Linked DNA regions of Mus musculus: region 1 is linked to region 2. A link is a contact called in public Hi-C data. All regions are on one chromosome and are shown on one strand. Each heading gives the region's core, a stretch centred on a gene start, on an enhancer-like site or on the middle of the called end of the contact. The rest is flanking DNA. Distances are from core to core; before and after follow the strand shown. Region 1 overlaps Brinp1 (bone morphogenic protein/retinoic acid inducible neural specific 1). Region 2 has its middle 20 kb from the start of Gm25480.

Region 1 (6,622 bases), core at 3,830-6,329, 2.2 Mb before region 2:
AAACTATGTCTTTGAAAATAGAGCTGTCAGTTGTCTCATTTGGGGACACAAATAATCTGACCATGGTTTGAATTATGAATGTATGAATGCAATCTTTTATTAGCTGGAGGTGCATTAATGTATTTTGCTGTCTCTAATTCTGTTTTCTTTCTCTTTCTTTTTCTTTTTTTTTTTTTTTTTTTTGGCTGGGTATTGTTTAATCTTAGTATGTTTCTATTAGCCAATATTTTTTTGTGTGTGTGTGTAGTAACTGCTCTAAAGAGATATCTTCTTGCCTTCATTTTTGTTGAATTGTTTAGTCCTTGTTGCTGTTCACTTTTCACACATCTTCCATCATTTGATTTAACTTGGAGGAGTAGAAGCAGTTCCTCTCAAAATTTCATTGTTTAATATCAGCAGTTAACTGACCTACCAGTACTTGTTAAATTTTTTCTCCCTTGTAGTTTTCAATCTGTAATTACTGATTTCAAAGGAACCATTTAACATGTGAACTCAAGGGGAACACAATCACTGTTTTCATAAGAGATCTTGTGCACCTACTGTAAGTCTGAATCTTCTATACATTCTCTTATCTGATGCTCAGAGTGACCTTGCAAAGAGTGCACTATTATTCTATTCTGTACTGGAGACAACAGACTCTTTAAAAGGACAAGCGATTAGTTCAAGGTTAAATAATGTACTCATTAGGATTCAATACCATTATTTTTCCCCTTTGAGTACAATACCCACATCTAGTCTAGATCTTTCTTATGCAAGCATTCTAGTGGCAAGGTTCATTAGAACTGTGGAAAATGAGCAAACAGTTAAACTAGAGTATTAGACTACAATCATTTGTGCTGCTTTAGTAACATAGAAAAAAATTTTTTTAAACCTGGGACATTTACCCTCAATAATGATAATGGCTAATCATTCTAACTTCCTTGCACTGAAAATTCTCAGAATCTTTTCATTTTTAACTCAGTTCTTAAGACAAAGTGCAAGGTAATTAATTATTATGCTCATTTGGCAGAGAAGACAACTGAGATTCATGGGTTGGAAGGGTGGCTCAATTGGTAAAATGCATCACTAGCACCCACATAAACACAAAGCCTGCATTATTAATTCATGCTTGTAATCCCACTCCCAAGAAAACAGAGAAATGGTAGATCCTGACAACCAAATGGCTGGCAAGCCTAGACTCATCAGTGAGCTTTGGATCCCAGTGGAAGAACCTGTCACAGAAAACAAGGTGTGGGCTTTTGAGAAAATATTGGTTAGTCTATGGCTTCCATGTGCATGGTACCTTATGTAGGTATAAACATACACACAGAGAGAGAGAGAGAGAGACAGAGACAGAGAGAGAGAGAGAGAAAGAGAGAGAGAGAGAGACTAAAACACTGGGTGCAAGAATGTACACAAATGAAGGAAGAATAAGAGGAAGAAGGAAGAATGATTGTCAGAGAGCTCAAGTGACTCATTCAAGGACAAATATCCAAGGTCAAATAGACTTAGTGCAAAGTACAGTTCTTCCTTAACTTATTTCAACCCTCTGATCACCCAGAGCATCGACCTACATGATCACTGTCTCATTTCAAGGTTACAGCAGGCCACTGGGCTCTGGTTTGCACTTTTTTCTTCCATCGGCTTTTATTGTGCTGCATATGTGCTGCTCAGGACAAATAACCAACTCTGACAGCATCCACATGGGAGCACCTGCTGCTTTTAGTCCTTCTTTCATCTCTGAGCAGCTCTTGCTCCTTCTATCATCTGTCTTCAGTACTTCTATGCCCCAAAGCAAAACTCAGAATTTGAATATGCAGCTGATGTTGCCTGTCACCTCCTTCCAGACACAGAACAGTGTAATTGCAAAAATTGTTTCATAATCCTCCCCAATTAAGCTGCTGACAACCTAATTTGAAAGGCCAGGTTGGATTCTTCCTTTGCAGGTACCTTGCCCTCTTTCTCTTTTCACCCTCACCCCTGCCCTCTGCAAGCATATTTACAGACTTCACTCTAAGCTTCCAACTAGAAAATGTCCTCAGCATGGAATGAGACTGTAAAACTCTCCTTTTGGTCATTACTTTGCCACTGATATGCTCTATTCAATGAGGCTCTGGCCTCATGTGAAGAACTGAGGACAAACAGGCTGTTAAGGCTATAGAAGGAGCTTAAATAGGGCAATGATTAAAAGGTAAATATTTGTCCAGGGAAACTGATAAGCAGAGTGGACCTGATGGTTATTTATAATTGAGATGGCAAAGCCATGAACAGTACTCCAGGCATCTGACCTTACAGACATGTGTAGGTTTGAAGAGCACCATTCTTTCTGGTCTTGCAGAAGTATAGCTGGACACACACACACACACACACACACACACACACACACACACACACAGAGACACACACAGAGAGACACACAAACACACAAAACTTCACACCCACCCTAGCATATATATGCATGCACATTCATGTGCACAAACAGTCATACATACAAGCATACACACATTCGAAATCCATAAAGAAAAGTGCATACCAGACACTAGGAGTAAGTTCTTGTCTCCCAGTTTTAGCCTATCTTCTGCACAATATACACTTCTCTGGAGCAATGAAAATGTACCTAGACACCAATTACAATGTCAAAGAAACATCTAAAAAGACACACATGGGCATAAATAAAAGAGTAATTTGAAATTCCACTTTATTCTTTGTTCATTTCTTCTGTTCTTAAAGAAACACACTTTTATTGAACAAATAGACCTTACGGATTATAGTTTTGTATTTTAGCCTAGATTTCTTCCCCTGTCCTCTGTAACATTCTCTTGGCACTAGATTTGTATGATCTTCCCTAAAATGCCACAGGCCAGGCACCGCATTCCCAGCTTAGGCAAAACCTCCAATTAAAATCAGCAGGGAGGTTGCTTGAATTAGGAATCCCAGCCAGGGCTCCCCAGCCTGATGGTTCAGAATGGGAGATGTGAGCCTTTAAACAACGGATGGGAAACCCTGGGAGGCAAAGCCTCTGTCCTCCAAATGACAAGGGACTCATGCTCTGTCTCTGGGAGACCTGTCAGGTTGCCAGAACATCCTGGCTGTGGCAAAGACAGGACCCGCAGGGAAGCAGCTGAGATGTCTCCAGGGTTCTGAGAGTGGTTTATATCCGCTCTGGGGTTTAGAGGGCAAGCGATATATACTGTGATCATTGAGAGTATACCGAGATTATATTTAGAAATCTTGAACTCTGGCCATGTCTATGCTGTGTGACCATGAATGAGTGACAGTCCTTCTCTGGCTTCAAAACCCTTATCCCTGACATGGAAATCAGACCCAAATCGTACGGCATGTCAGTGATGTGAGGATGAAGAGATAGCTGCCTTGATCTAGGAGGTACACAGACTGTTTGCTGTCCATCTCGCCAACTCAGGGGCCGTGGCATTCAGTTCTAAACATGAGAGAGATGGGCTTTTAATTTGAATGGCTTTTATTAAAATTTCTCTGCTTTTGTGGTCCAACCTAGTTTATCTGAAGCCACTGTGAGTGCTAATAGATCAAGTACCAGATTTTTTTTCCACTTTAGAAGAGAACATGCAGCTTACTGCCCTCTTTACTCATTTCTCTCTCTCGCTCCCTATCTCTTACCTCCTCTCCCTCCAGTTCTCACCTTCCCTCCCTTCATTCCAACCCCCATCAGAATGAATTGAGCATCTCATTCAACAGAAAGCTGCTGATTTGGCTGCAAATGGAAGATGCTGTAGCTTCACCCCCAGAAACACAGAAAAGCGTTTTAAAGCATGGTTCTTACGGCCTCACACTCACTGCATAACAGTGGGTCTGTGTGAACACTGTGAGACCCTCCCGTGCAGAACTGGCCTATTAAGCTATTTCCCTGTCGCCAAAGTTGAGACAGCTGTCACTAGCTAGCCTGAGGAATGGTATTTATAGATCACAGTCCCTCCTACCGCTGGTGCCCATCCTCTCCCTGTGCATTCATCAGAGAGGCCCAATTATCTCTAAATGGAAGAGAGAGACCTTGAAAGGTTCAGAGGAAGCAAGGGATGTGGTAATAGATTCTTACATGATCAAACTCTGTATTTCCCCATGTGTTCCATTTGTTTGTCTTCTTATGGCAACGTCTACCTGTTTGTTCTCCTTATTGTTTTAATAGCAGACTATGGTTTATAGCACAAAGTGTACCCACAGCTGATGCACAAGGTTAGTATTTGAATGGTATGCCATTTCATCTCTCAAGTCCTCTTCTGTCACACCACAGATGACACTCAGGGGAACGGTGCACCTGAATACCTCCTATCACCACCTAGATGATATTTCTATGGTAAAGCATAGAAATCCCTCCATTGGTTTAGGATTCCACCTTCAGTGACCTTTTTTATCATTCAAATCACTGGGTGGAGATGGAGAAGGTATGGGGGATTATTTGGATTAAATAAAGCTGATGTTGGAAGTTGCCAGTATTAAAAAAAAAAAACAAAAATTAGTAAATACGCTTCAAATGGGCTGAGCTTATCTTTCACATTTTGGTCTTCTCAAATGAAGGACTGAAAAGCAACAGGATGCTCAATGAAAGTGGGAGTTAAAAATCATTAATAATGCTGCTCTCTCTGTCTCTGTCTCTCTCTGTCTCTCTCTCTATCTCTCTCTGTCTCTCTCTCCCTTTCTCCCTCTCTCTATCTCATGCTCTTTTCCTTTATAGAAAAGGAAAAGAATAGATTACTAATCCATGCCCAAGCCTAAGGTCTCTTCCTTGTCCACATTCTCTGAATCTTGTAACTGATAGTAATTTAACCTCTCCTAAACCTGTTTCTATTCCACCCATTGGCTGAGGCATAACACATTATGCCTGTAGCTTCCATGTGCCCTTCTGTCCACCATCTCCAACATGAAGTCCCCTTCTCCTCTCTGTCACCCCACCTTCCCTCTCTGTTTCCTCTTTCCTGGGCCTCGCACTCCTTACACCCCTCCTTCACACCACTTCCCTCTGACTCCTTATGCTCTACCATTAATGCCCCCTTTGATACAGCCCACAACCTCACAATTATTCTGAGCTCAGGAGATGCAGGTGCCATGCAGCCTGCTAATGTGTCTCAGAGGGCCTCTGTCCCCAGTCCCTCCTGCCTGACAAGGCTGGAATCCTAATTCCTCAGCAGCCCTCTTGCTTGTACCAGCATCACCAGGAACTTTCATCTTTTTATTTCCCCCACTGAGGATTCTGAGAGTGCCGCCACAATGAAGCATTGACAGGAGGAGTGGGGGCTGTGGTCCTGACAAAGGGTCCCAAAGATGAGACACGAGAAAGGGGGCGCTCTACGGGGTTATAGAATGCCTTGCAGATGGGAACAGAAGCACTCTAAATGGGGTACTGTGCTGTCACTTGGAGAGGGAGTGACAGGGGCAAGTGTGGGCCATTTGAAAGAGGCATTTTTGAAATAGAGCTCTTGTCAGATGTAACCACGCAATCGCAGCCGCGTGGAGGGCCCCTGCAGCTCACAAAAAATATCAGATGACTCATACCCCAATATTCAGTCAATGTTCTGATTTGGGAGGTGGGAGCCACACAGCTCATTATGATTCTTGCTCCGTTTCCTGAAAGCTGGGCCTGCTGTTCTCCAGGCTGTAATAGGATTGGTCTCACGAAGCAGAGACCAGGGAGGCCTGCGGCTGTGTGGGTGGATGGTATGGAAAACTAATACTGCTGTCCTGAGGGGAAGGGAGAAGTTTGTTTTCCTTTTTCTTTTTCCCCCCTTTTTGTTAATAAAATGTAAGAAGGAAAATATTAATATTCTTTGTTCATTCATTCGGCAAACATTTATAAAGCTAGCTAGGTTGTGTGCTACGTTCTGAGGGAAGAAATGCCCCGCCCTGCCTCCTAAACCTGAGAGGCTGGAGGAGAAACTAGGGATGAGACAAACAGCACAATGCCTTGGGATGTTTTCCGAGAGGTCTTTTTTTTTTTCCTTTTCTTTTTATTTTACCAGATGGAGGGGGTGGTTTTGTGGATTAAACAGGTAGACAGTTTCAAGAAGCTAATTATTCCACCATTTTTCTCAGCTGATAAGTAACTCATTTAAATCCCAAGTCAGCTAGGCAGCCATTTCAACAGTATCCATTTTCAAATGACTACAACAAAATGGCTTCTTTTAGACTTCAGAGCATTCAAGAGAGTACTCAGAACCTTCAAAGGAAGAGCTTATTCTCTGAGATATGAGCACTGTGTACTCTTACATTTTTTTCTCTTTTTTATAATTGCTGTATCCTAGACTTCTCTCCGCAGTTTAAATATATCTTCTCAGCATCCCTGTACCAGCCTCTTGAGACAGACCTTATTATCCCCATTTTAGCAAAGAATACCAAGGATTTAAGAGATGTAATGACTCATTCCCTGTTCCAGGATAGATTTGATTTTTGTTGTTTTTTTTTTCTCTCCCTGACTTAGTTCTGCTTGAACCAACAATATCCGTGCTCATCACCTTAGACTGTCTTATCTCCCCACTGACTTTAGGGGTTTATGATTTTGTGATTGTATGTCAAGAGAATTGCTGCAACAGACAGTTGACTAGCACATCCCACCACAGGATGTGTGGTGGAAATGAGATCCCTTTCTCATTCTCATAGTGCTGAAAGATCATGA
Region 2 (6,143 bases), core at 2,606-5,105:
TCACTAGCATAGGATGGACTAGGCAGGAAAGACAATTTCTGCCTTGAACAATAAGGAGATCTGCTCGAACTTGCTACTGAATTGGTATCAAGCTTAGACATTATCTGAAATAAAAATCATACCTGACATATGCAGTCCTAGAATGAGCACATTGAGTCTTTCCAGCCTGAGATAGCCTCCTCCTCTTTCTCCTCTTTCTCCTCCTCCTCCATTTCCTCCTCCTCTTCCTCCTCTCCATCCTTCTTCTTCTTCTTCTTCTTCTTCTTCTTCTTCTTCTTCTTCTTCTTCTTCTTCTTCTTCTTCTTCTTCTTCTTCTTCTTCCTCCTCCTCTTCCTCTTCCTCTTCCTCTTCCTCTTCTCCTTCTCCTTCTTCTTCTTCCTCCTCCTCCTCCTTATATAGTAAAAAGACTGACAGAGAAAGCCCCACTTCTTCTTTTTCTTTCTGGCAGGTAAGTGGTCTTCCTTGGGCCATGGCTTCAATATTTTAGTGCAAAAATAAAGTAGCCTCACCTGAAGGGCCAATATAGAAGAGTGTATTCAAGGGTAACCATTTTTCTTTTTAAATTTTATCTTATATTTGAAAGTATCTTGGCTGCATATATGTCTTTATCACAAGCATACTGTAACCACAAAGGACAAAAAAATAGCATTGAGTCCCCATGAAAATGGAGTTACAGAGAGTTGTGAGTTGCTATATATGTACTGGGAATTATATCCAGGTCCTCAGGAAGAGTACCCAGTGCTCTTAATCACTGAACTATCTCTCCAGCCCCATATTCAAGGGTCCTAGCTAGTAAAACCATTAAATATTAAAGAAATTTTGGTGGTAGTATAGCATACTAGCAATAGACAGCAATATCTTAGTCAACTGCTCACTGAGAAACAGTCTTAAGAATCAGAAATCCAAGTATTTGGTCATTCATTCACAGATTCATGTATGTATGTTTTTATTCATTTATGCATACAAGCATTTATCTATTCCTGGGTTAATTTGCATAGGGGCCTCCCAAGATCTATTTGAATGCATAAGTACAAGAATTCATTTATTCATCCATGCACAAAGTTATTTATTCATGCATCCATGAAACTTTGATTCACTCTTTCAATCATAGATTCTTAAAAGTACTCATTAATCTGTGCAGAAAATTGCCTTTTCAAACTTACCATACAAAAAAGCATTGGATTAATCTGTGTGTAGAATGAAGATTATTCCCTGACCTAGCAGACTGCACACAGGAAGGAAGGAAAGATAAAACATGACTTTCAAAATTCTAAATATTATACCAATACAAAACATGTGCTGCATGTAAAGTTGGGGAGAAATTCACAGGCAAAGAAGATTTATGTCCATTTGAAGCAGGTATGTGAAGCCATCACTCAAGAGAACATGGTCCTTAACTAGGATAAAGATAGATGTTGGGAACCAGGAGTGTGTTGGCTAATTTTATGTCAAAATGACACAGGTTAGAGTCAATTGGGAATAGGGAACCTCAGCTGAGAAAGTGCTGCCACCTGGCCTTTGGGCAAGCCTGTGCACCATTTTCTTGTCTGATGATTGATGTGTGAGGGCCCAACTTGCTATGGGATGTGCCACACTTGGACCAGCGATTCTGGGTACTACAGGAAAGCAAAGTGAGCAAGCCTTGAGAGCAAACCAATAAACAGGACCCTTCATGGCCTCTATATCAATTCTTGTCTCTAAATTTCTGCCCTTCCTGAGTTCTTTTCCTGACTTCCATCAGTGAGGCACTGTTACCTGGAGACATAGATGAAATAAACACTTAAGTTTTCTCCAAGTTGATTTTGCTGGGGGCATTTTATCACACTAATAAAAACCCTAACTAAGACAATGAATAAAGACATAGAGGAGAATATGTTGAGGAATAACTGAATTATTACATGATTGGAAAACGGAAAATAGTCAGGCACTTTAGGCTAAAAACAGTTTGGAAGGCAGATGGAAGCCGTTTCACAAAAGACCTAGGACACCAAATTACGATAATTCAAGCTGGTTGTGTAGACAAACAAGCTTCTGAAAGGCTTTGGAGAGAAACTGTGCTATCAAAAATGAGCTGAAGGCATCCCTTGAGGAAGTGCCTCAGCAGTTAAGAGCAATTGCAGCTGTGCAGAAGACCAATTTCAGGTTCCATCACCTACATGATAGTATCCAACCTTTTGTAAATTTAGTGCCAAGGGTTGAATGACATCTTCTGATCTCCACAGGCACCAGGTATGTATGTGGTGAACATGTGTAGATACAAGCAAAACACTCACATACATGTAATATAATATAACAATAATAGTGTGCTGACGGGATTCTATTTAAGTAGTCATAGGTAAGAAAATAAGGGTGAAATAATGTGAAGAGTGGGGGTGGGGCAGAGGAAGAAGAAGGGAGAAGGAAGAAGGCAGGGGAGTGGTGGGAAGGAGAGATTGAATTCAATAATGGTGAGAAAGAGAAAAGAGGAACCCGCTTCCTTGAGGTTTCTAATCGTATGTGTCCATGAATAAGATGCCATTTGGACTTAATGAGGATGCAACAAAGAGGGATTGGGCTGGAAGAAGAAATGAAGCTTGCTACTCTGTAATGTCCTTGAAAGCAGAGGTGAGTAACTTTGGGCTCAGCGTGAACTAGCCCAGGAGCCTCTTCTTTCTAACCACCCTTGAGCTGTACCCCTCAGCCTCAGTTTCTCTCAATTCTTTGGAGCAACCAGGCCTCTGGCAACCAAAGAGAGGGACAGGATGGTACAGTGGGGAGAGTTGAATTACCCCAACGTGACCTCTGTACATTGCCTGCTTCTAGCACCTCATTTTCTGATGCTTCTCAGCCTTGTCCGGAGCTAATGAACCTCAGAGAACAAAGCTGTCTTTTGTTTGTTTGTCATTTTGAGGTTTTTCCGGTTGATTACGATCTATGCCAGCAAGAGGATATAAAATCACCAGCAATTCTTAGCTGAGGATCACAGGGCATTTTTATCCCCTTCTGAGAGAATGCTGAAGTTAATGTAAAAAACGCTGTCCTAACCACTTTAGATGAGAGAAACTGTTAAAAGGATTTTTTTTTCTGTATTCATTTTTCTTCTCATGTGAACTGTTATTCCCCCTCCTTTTAGCATTTTCTGCTTTGTTTCACACCCCCTGTAAATCAGGTGCCTTTTTAAAAAGAGCAAAATTTGAATTCCTTCTTACAGACAAAAAACTACAAATGACTCTCACTCTCCATGAGCCCAAAGGAAACAAGAAGAAAAAAACAATCTGCTATGTGGCGCCACTTTGAGGTTTGCCCTCATCAAGCCATGGTGTCTCTTTCCCACAGACCATTTTTGATACCCACCCCCAATCTCTATTTTACACTTAATCTCAGTCTTTGAGACTTCTCACTCTTCTTGGAAAGAATTCTGCCTTAGCAGCTTCAGTCTTCTGGGGGAATATAATTATCTAAACTGGCATGGATCCAGAACTCAGCTCCCCCATGAAAATGATTCCTTATTAAAGATTAAGTGGTAACAAGTATGTCAACAGCACTCCCAGCTCTAGAATAATTCTGAGCAAATAAAAAATGGCAACGGTTCCTATTTTCTATCTGGAAACTCTCTCTGGGCCTCTTTGTACCCCAGGTGGCACAGAGTTCTCTAATTTGTTCAGGTGTTGGATCATGGGAGCCAGTAGACAGGTGATGGGGACAGCAGCTTTATCTACCGTGAGGATTCAGGGGATGCAAGCCAGGGAAGCAGCTGGTTTTGAGGCAGCCTGGTGGGGCTGGCTTTTCTAGGGATGCTGAGCCAGGCCACTAGTCCTGCTCAATCCAGGCCTCCTTCCTGTTTCCTGTAGCCTCTGACTTGGCTGACATGGCAACACTGCCCTCTTCTGGGACAGCACAGTCATCACACTTCACCTGAGTTCCCATATCCAAGGACAATGGCTGGCAGCATAACCGGGAGCAGAAAGGAAGTATGCGGTCAGTTCTTTCGTGGCTAGAATGTCAAGAGTCCCCATCTGTGATATCTGCCACAGCCCAAGCTTTTGGAATCGGACAGACAGCTCTGCCATGTATTTATTATGTGACCCTGGGCATGCTTTACCTTTCTAAAACTCAGAACAAAGAGAGAGTCACTATGGTGCATAGAAATCGAGGTTTTGCTTTTTAGCCGGGGTGATCATGCCTTCACCTTTTCTCAAGATTTCTAAGTTTATACTAGCTACATTAGTGTAATTATTAGCGATACCTTATTTGCTCTTAAATGACCCCCTTTTCTTTATTACAGTGCTAGTCTTCCCATGGTTATGTGTTTGTCCTACTACCCACTCTCCCTAGGTAGCTCAGGCTAGCCTAGAATTCTCTTTGAAGCCAAAGATGACCTTGGAATGTCTGAATCTCCCACCCCTACCTTCTGTGCCCTGGGATAACAGGCAACACACCTGCTTTGTGCTGGGCTGGAGTACCCACCCATGTTCTATGCATAATAGACACTCACACTACCAACTAAGGGATATCCCGAGCTCTTTTTTTTTTTTTTTCAAAAGAGCAGTATGAAGATGGATAGACAGCTCAGTGGTGACAACTGGCTGTGTTTCCAGAGGACACAGGTTCCATACCAAGCACCCACATGGTGACTCATAACTGTCTGTCACTCTTCTCACTGGAGATCTAAACCCTCTTCTGACCTCGGGAAGCACCAGGCACAGATGTGGTACATGGACATGCATATTCAGGCAACCCATCCATACATATAAAATAAAAATACAGGAAAAAAGTAAAAGCCATTCCTTTCCATTAGTCCACGGGGTTGCTAGCTTCCCTCCCTGCACTCAGCAAAGAAAGGATATGACACCATCAGGAAAAGTCTAAAAATGCTACAACAGGCACCAGAGCAACTGTAGAGGGAGCCTGAGCAAACTTCTCCTCAGCACAAGAGCCATGCTAACATTTGCTTGGCCCCCCTGCAGGACTGCAGCAAGGCTCACAAGCAAAGAGTGTGAAAAGGCAGTATGAGATAGAAGTGAAGAACTGGTCTCCTTGTAAATGAGTATCAACTACCCACAGTTGAAAACCTAAGGAAAAAAAAAGATAAAATTAAAACATATAAAAGCACAAGCTCTGTGAATATATGTATTGCCTCCATGTCTGAGAAATGTAGGGAATTAAGGAAATGTCTGCTCATGTGGTAGCTCAGATCATTGACAATGGCTAAATTTTGTTACATTGACATCCCTGAGGGGAAGCTGGCACCAATGCCAGGGTAGCAGCTGATCTGCATGTCTATTTACATAAATTTGCATTGGCCTGGTGTTGAAATATAAATGCTGATATTAAAGAAAGTCATTTTCTTCCAGATTAAGGCATCTCAATATAGTACAGCCGCAAAGATGCACACTGGTCTTTGACCTTGTATTTGCATGACCTTGAATGAGTGATGATCTCATTGTATTGTTTCCTTATCCAGAAATGGAACCAATAATAGCACTCGCCAAAGAAGGTTGGTGCAAGGATTAAACGAGCTAATGTGAGTGAGGGATTTAGAGCATGGCCTGGCTTATTAAGCTCTCAGATGCTAGTGACTATTATTATCTCAGAACTTGCCCATTGCCCGTCACCATCAACCCCAGTTACACAGCCTCTACTTTTTTTCCTTCTGAAAATCATGAAAGTTGGGTGTTTAGAGCTAGGAGGGATCTCAGAACATCTAATCTGTCACTTTCAAACTTATTTTATTTCTTTTAAAATAACCATGGAACACTTTTGGAAAATGAAAGCTTACATGGAAACCCAGCATGAAGAACGGTGGAGTATTGTGGTTAAGGAAATGGGCTCAGCAGACAGACAGGCCTGATTTCCAGCCCTGACAAAACTGCTTATTAGCCTTCTGACTCGGGGCAAATGATTTACCTTGGCTTTAAGCCTCTGTTTCATAAAGTGTAAAATGGCAATAGTTGCTGTAAATATTTCATAAGGTTGCTGTAGAGCTCAATAACTTCACACTTATTGAGTGTTTAGTGCAATTCCTGGCACATTATAAGGACCCAATAATTACACTAACTCTTGAGATTTTAATCAGTGAAGTATATACAAGCAGAAGCACTCTGGTGTAAGTAGGCAAGAAAGTTACAAGTTCACAGGGGCTCCAGGGCCTGCTATGATGAGTC

What was found. A called contact is a pair of places that touch in the nucleus more often than the background predicts.
Region 1: a contact with region 2 is called in a Hi-C map of cerebellum, with 2.7 times the contacts expected there. The contact joins two enhancer-like sites.

What each region holds. Positions count from the first base shown.
Region 1 is chr4:68,764,823-68,771,444 of GRCm38.p6, reverse strand. All of the region lies in intron 7 of Brinp1 (bone morphogenic protein/retinoic acid inducible neural specific 1), which reads left to right. Among named protein-coding and RNA genes, the nearest start is that of Brinp1, 190 kb to the left of the region's middle. Within about 2 kb of position 5,079, at least 38 of the 459 cell types and tissues checked have an H3K27ac peak or open chromatin away from gene starts, as enhancers often do. A contact at or near this core is called in cerebellum, where this site is marked.
Region 2 is chr4:66,521,368-66,527,510 of GRCm38.p6, reverse strand. No RefSeq gene overlaps it. Among named protein-coding and RNA genes, the nearest start is that of Gm25480, 20 kb to the left of the region's middle. Within about 2 kb of position 3,855, at least 18 of the 459 cell types and tissues checked have an H3K27ac peak or open chromatin away from gene starts, as enhancers often do. A contact at or near this core is called in cerebellum, where this site is marked.